2 separate regions of the Mus musculus genome follow, and region 1 is linked to region 2. Evidence: chromatin contacts called from public Hi-C data. All regions are on one chromosome and are shown on one strand. Each heading gives the region's core, a stretch centred on a gene start, on an enhancer-like site or on the middle of the called end of the contact. The rest is flanking DNA. Distances are from core to core; before and after follow the strand shown.

The links. Hi-C and Micro-C count contacts between places; a contact is called where the count stands out from the background.
Region 1: a contact with region 2 is called in a Hi-C map of cortical neurons, with 1.9 times the contacts expected there. The contact joins two enhancer-like sites. A contact is called at or near these places in 8 of 484 Hi-C or Micro-C datasets (cerebral cortex, cortical neurons and embryonic stem cells) and 1 of 115 datasets of contacts at active chromatin or transcription factors (astrocytes).

What each region holds. Positions count from the first base shown.
Region 1 is chr3:97,537,363-97,541,578 of GRCm38.p6, forward strand. No RefSeq gene overlaps it. Among named protein-coding and RNA genes, the nearest start is that of Gm40102, 6.8 kb to the right of the region's middle. Within about 2 kb of position 1,344, at least 4 of the 459 cell types and tissues checked have an H3K27ac peak or open chromatin away from gene starts, as enhancers often do. A contact at or near this core is called in cortical neurons, where this site is marked.
Region 2 is chr3:97,348,178-97,352,280 of GRCm38.p6, forward strand. No RefSeq gene overlaps it. Among named protein-coding and RNA genes, the nearest start is that of Gm40101, 20 kb to the left of the region's middle. Within about 2 kb of position 1,389, at least 3 of the 459 cell types and tissues checked have an H3K27ac peak or open chromatin away from gene starts, as enhancers often do. A contact at or near this core is called in cortical neurons, where this site is marked.

The sequences.
Region 1 (4,216 bases), core at 94-2,593, 190 kb after region 2:
GTGGCCAGATGGCTAATGAGGACATTCTGTTGGCTGGAATCCATGGTAATCTCCTCTGGTGGGTCCCCAAAAGCAACACCATTCTGCTTGTTTTCTGAGTCTGTGGCTGTCTCTGCTTCCCTTTCTTGCACGCCCTCAACTGGCCAGGAAGAACGACGCTGCAACAGGATCCTTCTGCACACGTTTATTGGGAAAGCATTGATTGCATAGGCGAAAGAAGAACCCCGAACAAGGAAAATGATGCTGCTTATATACCCCTCCATGTGACGTGTCAGCTCCTGATTAGCTGCTCACTCATCATCACCCCACTACTATGCCCCGGGATGGGCAGTGACTTGGCACAAATTTTCTCTTGCACCTGCGCACATTACTTGTTTACCAGTTAGGCACAGCGGAGGCTCGTGATGGCAATTGCTCACGGCTCTCCACACTTTGACATTCTAGATGAACACTTGAGGGATAACAGGCACAAGGACTTAAAGGAGTGGGTTCTCCAGTGTAAACAATTAAGTAGCAAGTAAGTAGCTGTGAAAAGGAACCCAGTATAGTGGCCAGATGGCTAATGAGGACATTCTGTTGGCTGGAATCCATGTTAATCTCCTCTGGTGGGTCCCCAAAAGCAACACCATTCTGCTTGTCCTCTGAGTCTGTGGCTGTCTCTGCTTCCCTATGCTTGTTCCCCTTCTCTTTTATTTATCCTTTCTACCTTCATGCTATTTCATGTTTCAACTTTGCCTCAGTCCATTCTCTTCTTTCTAGTTACTTTGATGTTCACTTTAACTCCTTGTGGCGAATACTAAATTATTTTATTTTTAACTTTTTGAGTGATAAAGATATTTAATGTTAAGTTCTGCTTGGAGTATTCATTGTACTTGACATTACAGATTGTAGTGGAGAATGGTTCAGGTTTGATAGAGGTGTGTGTGTGTGTGTGTGTGTGTGTGTGTGTGTGTGTTTATTCAAAGATCATCTTAAATGTGTTTCTTATAACACTTGGCCATGTGTGTCTACAGGTTCAATGGCTACATATTCAACCAACCTCAGACCAGAAAAACTGTCTGCTATGATCAAGTACAGACTTTTTCTGATCCTTATTCCCTAAGCAATACACCATAACAGCTATTTACATAACATTTGTATTAGACAAAGCTTTATATGAAGTTTAGAAAGATTTAAAATATGTAAGAGGATATATGTGGCTTATATCCAACTATGACACCAGCTCATATAAGGGACTTAAGCATAAGTGGATTTTTGGTATCCATGGGGATTCAGGGAGTGCCCCAAGAGACTAAGGGGTGGTTGGGTTTTTGTTTGTTTTAAGATTTATTCGTATTTTACTTTGTATGCATATGTATTGGTCTGTTTCTGTGTGTCCCTCATGTGTTCAGTGCCTGCAGAGGCCAGGAGGGAGTGTCTGATCTGGAACTGGAGTGCTAGGCAGTTGTAAGCCATTCAGTGTGGATGTTGGGAACTGGTCTACTGAGCCATCTAGTGGGCCTAGAATGACTATTTTTAATTTATCCTGTCATGGTTTTTATCTCTAATTTCTGAGGACTGTAATCAGAGAAGATGATGATTTTTGCATCTCTCTTTTTGAAACAGGGTAGCCCAGGGTGGTCTTGAGTGGCCCATAGCCAATGCTAGCTGAGAACTTGTGATCTGTCTGTTTCCATCTCTCAAGTGTTGCGATTACTCATGTCCCACCATGACCAGCCTCTCATTCCCCCTTCTCCTCCTCTTTTTTCCCCTTTCTTTCTCTCCCTATTCTCTTCTTCTTTTTTTTAAGTTTATGGCTTTCTCTAGGGTCAATTACACAATCAAAGTTTACAAACATCACAGAGTATATTCTATATTCTCTTTTGAAGCACTGTAGTTTCTAAGAAGTATCTACTAAATTGAGTTCTCTGATCGCATTGCTAAATTTCTCCAGATTCATTTTTGTCTGGTAAATTCCACAAACTCTGAAAGATTTCTTTTTTCCTTTCTTTTGTTGTTGTTCTCTACAATTATTTTTAGCCCATTCCCCTGCATTGCATTTTTCCTTCACATATTTAGCTGCTGTTGCTTTTGGTACACACTCATATTCTTCCACAAAGTCTACATTTTTCTCTTTATCTTGTTTGGCGATTTTAATTTCAGTACTATTACTCTGGAACAACTGATCTTCAGATGCCACCTCAGAGTTTTATTTTCAGTTGTGAGGCATATGAAAATTAATGTCAGATGCCAGCTAGAAGTAGATACTCACACTTCTCTATCTGACTTGTCTATAACATGGAGGTTTCTAGAACTCCACTTCAGGCTTGATAGCTCAGTAGAATGACTCACAGAATTCACCAAAAACATGGGTCAGCAAGATGGCTCAGCTGGTAATAGTACTTGATATCACGCCTGATAACTTGAGTTCCATCCCTGGAGTTTCCATGATGAAAAGAGATTACTGACTCTCTGACCACTACCTCTACACTCACACATGCACACACATGTTCACACACATACACACACACAAATGTATATACATACACACACATATACATATACATATATACATACATATATACACACACATATATGCACACATACATACACACACACTTATATATACCCATATGTATTAAGAAAAATGAAAATAAAGCACTACACTTACACTTACATTATGACAAGAGGCAAAAGATAGTTCAAGGACATAACAAGGACAGGGCCTGGTCTGGGAGGAGGAGGAGGGGCTTCTCTTGTGGCACCAGGCATGTTAGCCCTCACAATGCATTCTCCAACCAGGAAGCTCCTGCAAGCTTCAGTGACCTGATTTTTTTTTTCCTCCATCATTCATTATAGGCAGAATTGATTAAATCACTAACCTTAGGATTGAAGTTAATCTCTAGCATCCTTCCTCTCTCCCAAGGTCAAGTCACTGAAAGTTCCAGCCTTCTAATCATGTGATTGGTTCTCTGACTGTCACCATTTTGAAGCTATCTAAGGCCTCCACCTGGAGTTGCCTCATTAGCATAACAAAGACATTCCTATTACTCAGAAAATCTCAAGTGTTCTGACGCTCAGTGCCAGAAATTGGTGACAAAGACCATCTGGGTGTGTGTGTGTGTGTGTGTGTGTGTGTGTGTGTGTGTGAGAGAGAGAGAGAGAGAGAGAGAGAGAGAGAGAGAGAGAGAGAGAGAGAGGTTTCTTTGTGCATGCCTTTAATTTTGCCTTTCTTCATATACAGAGGTGGACAGTTTGAATCTTATCTGACACTCTTCGTATTTTATGGGGAAATTCAGCGTAATATACACTGGCTGACAGAGTTGACTGTCTTGTTCTTGTGTTTACAGTGAGCTTGAATCTTTTCCTCCTCCTGATGTTTCCAGTTGTATGGAATTGTTGATTGTTCTTTTCTGTCCTGTGTTAATTGGTTTTATTTTTCAGTTCATGTAATGACTATCTTCGCTTTCCCAGCACTAGTAATCAAAACATACTGTCCTATTTCACTTTCTCTGCTTAAGGAGAAGAGGCCTAACCTAAGGTTCTAGTCACCTAACTAAACCTTACGTTGTTTACTTTGTAACAAGTCATCTACACTCTGTCCCACACAGGGAATCACATCCTTTATGAGGAAAGCAACTTGGAAACACCAAGCCTTAGTTTTTTCTTTAATTGAGAAAATAATTTTTTTCCACTATAGTCTGATAAGTTTCTGGTCTTCCAACCCCTTCCAGACCCTCCTTGGCTCCTCACCCACCCAACCCCATCCCCCTTTGTATTCTCATTAGAAAACAAAGAACAAACAACAAACACAGAATTAAAGATTTTTTTAAAAAATTAAGAAACACACATACCATAAAAATAAAAAAAATATAATATACAAGCAGTAGGACAAAAACGTGCCTAAACAAAGCAACATGAGATTTAAAAAAAAAAAATCTACAGACTATCATTGAGATCATTTTGTATTGGGCATCTACTGGTCCTCCATAGAGGTCCACTGGAGAGACCGTATTTCTCTTTTGTAAACAGATGCCAGTGAAGCTAGCTTACGATGAGGGGTGAGAGAGCATGGCACCCTTGGCTTTGCTTTGTTCAACCTTTGCTGCATATAAAGTCTACTCCCTCAAGCAGTTCCCCGGAGTTCAACCTTGTAGACACTATGCTTTCCAATGATGAAGAGCTAATTAGCCGTTGAAGCTCAGTGTATTGTACTTTCATTCTCTGATACCCAGCG
Region 2 (4,103 bases), core at 139-2,638:
AACCTCCCCTCCATTTTCGTTCCTGTGATTCCTGTCACAGAAAACTAAAACAATCAAAAGAATGTCTCCAGTGCTCCCAGCGTCTCTCACTCACTCAGCCTTGCCTCTCTTTACTCTGGTTGTTGGATCTGCCATGTGCGTGATTTCACACCATCTACACAAGATGTCACCACCCCAGTGTCAACCCCTTCTTGACACTATCACTTTGTTTCTTGTGACTAATCATTTTTTTGTCACACATAAGCATCCTATTTCATCAGTTTGCAAAATTGCTCAGTTCTGACTCCCTTCCAGTGCATTCTTTCCTGCCCCCTTGCTGCAAAGCCCTCAACCAGTTTATTTTCACTGCTTCTCATCCCTCTCCGTCCTCTGCCTGAAATCCTATTCCAGTCACATCTTTATGCCACGCTACTTTACCTTTTGTCAAGATTGCCAGTGACTGGGCTGGAGAGATGGTCAGCTGTTAAAAGCACTGACTGTTCTTCCAGAGGTCCTGAGTTCAATTCCCAGAGACCACACAGTAACTTATTACCATCAATTATGTGATCTGACACCCTTTTCTGGCATGCAGTTTATGTACTCATATACATAAAATAAATCAATAAATCTAAAAAAAAAAAGATTGCTAGTGGCATTCACATAGCTCGATATGATGGTCCTCATCTCCCTGGACCAACTTGGAGTGTTGCATACCATTGGTGATTTCATTTTTCTGAAGATGCTCTTGGCATTTGCGTTCCTGGCCCCACATTCCTAGTGTTCTTCCCACCTCACTCACTGCTACTTCTCACTTACTTTGAATTCTTCTCTGTTTCCATCTCTCCTCCCCTCCCCCTCCTCTTCTTCCTTGTTTTTCTCATTATTGGACAGTGAACCTAGAGAACCTCATGCATACCAGGTGAGCATTCTTCCACTGAGCTTCTCTCTCTCTCTCTCTCTCTCTCTTTCCTCTCTTTCTCCCTCCCTCTCCCCCTCCCTCCCTCTCCCCCTCTCTGTCTCTCTCTTTTCCCTACTTTTCATTTTGGAATAGGGTTTCACTAAGTTGTCAGGTTGGCCATGGAGTCACTTTGGGTCCCAGGTCAACTTAGAACATTTGATTCTCCTGTCTCAGCCCCCCCCAACCCCCCCCCCCCAAGTAGCTGTGACTACAGGGTTGCACCACTAATCCAGCTCACCTTAAACAATTTACTTTGAAATGTCTAGGTTTGGAATCACCCAATTCTGTTTCACCTAAATGTCAGACTCTAAATCTCCCTCTTGCCTAGGCCTTTCTTTCAGGCATCAAACTCTTAGATGATGATTCGTGGCTACTTAGCTAGGCTTCAGCTCTTATGCAGTGGATGCTGTGCTGCTTTGGCCACACCCCCTCAGCCCTCTCTAATAATTGCCCTGAGCTGCTGTGCTCTGGGAGGCCTCCTTCCTTGAGGTGACTCCTATCTAATGCCTCCTTTAGGTGAGAGGTACAAAGGCTGACTCTAGAAATATCGCACACTGCACAGGGTCAGTAGAAGTTTCTATTACGGAAATGTTCATTCAGTCTCTGCAAACACTAATCTCCGTCTCAGAGTCTGTTTCCTGGGGAACTTGACTCAAAATAAAAAATGTCACAAATGATCCTAGGAAACAGGGTCTGGAAAGGATTATGGAGATAGATTGCTAGCACATTAGCTGGGAACGAAGCTACGAGCCCAGCTGGTACCTGGAGTGTTTGGAGCATTTTGCAGTAATTTTAAAAACTGTCATCATAGATTGTTCTATGAGTGACTGAGCTGTGTGTGGAATACAGTACGGCATGAATATATAATAATTTATGCATTTCTGTATGTATGCACATTGGATATGATTGCTTTTCAAAGCAGTCTTTGAAATGTGTATTTATACTGTCACACAACAAAGAAAATTGCAAGATTGTTATTTCTAGGAGAAGCAACTAATTGTATAAATTCTCCTCTTTCGCCATTTCCACAGGCCATCTCCTGAGGACTCAGTTAGTATCCAGTGTTGTCTAAGGTAACCATTCTCCCTCAAGAGTTAAGGATAGGAGAATTTGGAGGTTGTCTTATAACTCAAGAGAGTGTAAATATTTTTCTTTTCTGAATGAGTGCTGCAAGAAAAAATGAAAAATATGTCCACAGAAGATTTGTGCAAAAATATTTACAGCGGTTTATTTTTAATAACTCTAAGCTGGAAACAGCCCAACTTTCTATCAAGAAAGTGAATGGACACCTTGCAGTGCACGCATACGCCAGAGCATCAATCAGAATGAAGAAGAAGTGGATTATTGGTACATAAAGCCCCCTAAAACAATTGCTTATATTCTGAAGTTCCGTGTTTGCATGTTCATCTCCATTAGATTGTGAAGATTAAATAAGTCGTAGAGGGGATCAGGGTGGGGAAAGGGAGGTTATGTCAGAATGAACCGCAGCCTCTGTGAGCAAGGGACGTTGTTGTTGTTTTAAGCCTTCAAGACAAGCCCTGGTTGTCCTGGAACTCACTCTGTAGAGCAGACTGGATTTGAACTCAAAGAGATATGCCTGCTTCTGCCTACTGAGTTCTGGGATTAAAGGTGTGGGCCACCATGCCTAAATTTGAGAAAAAGAATTTTAGGTTGTGAGCCACTATGCGGGCTACTAGGAGAGAACCTTGGTTCTCTGTAAGAGCAGCAAGTGCTCTAAGGTACCGAGTCATCCCTCTAGCCCCTGGCTTTTATTTAGTTTTAGTTTTTTATTTTAATATTATAGCAGTAGGAATGTTTTAAAGAATGTCTTTAAAGTATGGGAATCTTATACACAGGATTGGATTTCCTCTTACGTACTTACTAAAACAATATCTGGGTCCATTGTGAAAGCAAGGGACAATCCGTACAACTCTGGGGTTAGTAGGTTAAGGACTTTATAAATGTGATTTCACCTAAATATTTATGTTCTGGCTTGGAAACCAAGAAGTGGAATACAGTAAAAACCAAGGCAACTGTGATTTTTTTCATACAATTCATTCTGATCATGGTTTCCCTTCCCTGAACTCCTCTCAGACCATTCCCACTTCCCCACCCACCCACCCAAATTCTTCACACCCCTCTCTTTCACTAGAAAACAAACAGGCATCTAAAACAAGCAAACAAACAAACAATTAGATAATAAAATAAAACCAGACAAGCCAGGATAGAACAAAACAAAGAAAAAAAAAAAAAGAGAGCCAGAGAAAAAGAGGCAGAAACACACACAGATGCAGAGACTCACACATTCATCTACACAGAAATCCCCTAAAAACACAAAACCAGAAACTATACTATATAACCAAAAGATCTGTAAGGTGTGTGTGTCTGTGTGCACATGCATGTGCGTGCATGTGTAAGCCCAAATTAAGCATTATAATGGGAAAAGAAAGTCTCCAAAGATACCACTGAGTTCATTTTGTGTTGGCCATTTACGGCTTGGCATGAGGCCTGACCTTAAGTGTGATTTGTATACCCAGTAAGGTTCTCTTGTAGAGAATTACTTTTTCCTTTGCTAATGCCTATCAATTGGATATTTATTTAGGTTTAGGACAGAGCCTTGTGTCCACGTCCCCTCTCAGCGCTGGGACCTCACCTGGCTCTCATCTCTGTATGCCCTGTGCATGTTGTCACAATCTCTGTGAGTTCATGTGTGCTTTGCTCCTGCTATGTCTAGAAGGCCTTTGCTCCCTTGGTTTCTTCCAGGCCCTCTGGCTCCTATAACCTTTCCACCTTTCCTTCTTCAGAGTTCCCTGAGCCTTGGGGGAAAGTATTTGGTGGAGACAACCCATGTAGGAATGAGTGTTCTAAGGTCTCTCACTCTGCCTATTGTCTAGTCATGAGTCTCTGTACTTGTTCCCGTCTACTGCAGGAGAGAGCTTCTCTGATGATGGCTGAGAGAGAAATCATGTTGTTAGGAGATATTTTATTTAGCTATGTTCCTGTAACAGAATAGACCTGTTTGGCTTTGTGCTAGGCTCACGCCTGTGTAGTTTCAGGTTCCTGGTCACTTGCACAGTGTTGGGCATGCGATTCATCTCACGGGCCTTAAATCTGATCAGATAGTGCTTGGTTACACCCATGACTATTGTGCCTCTATAACATCAGC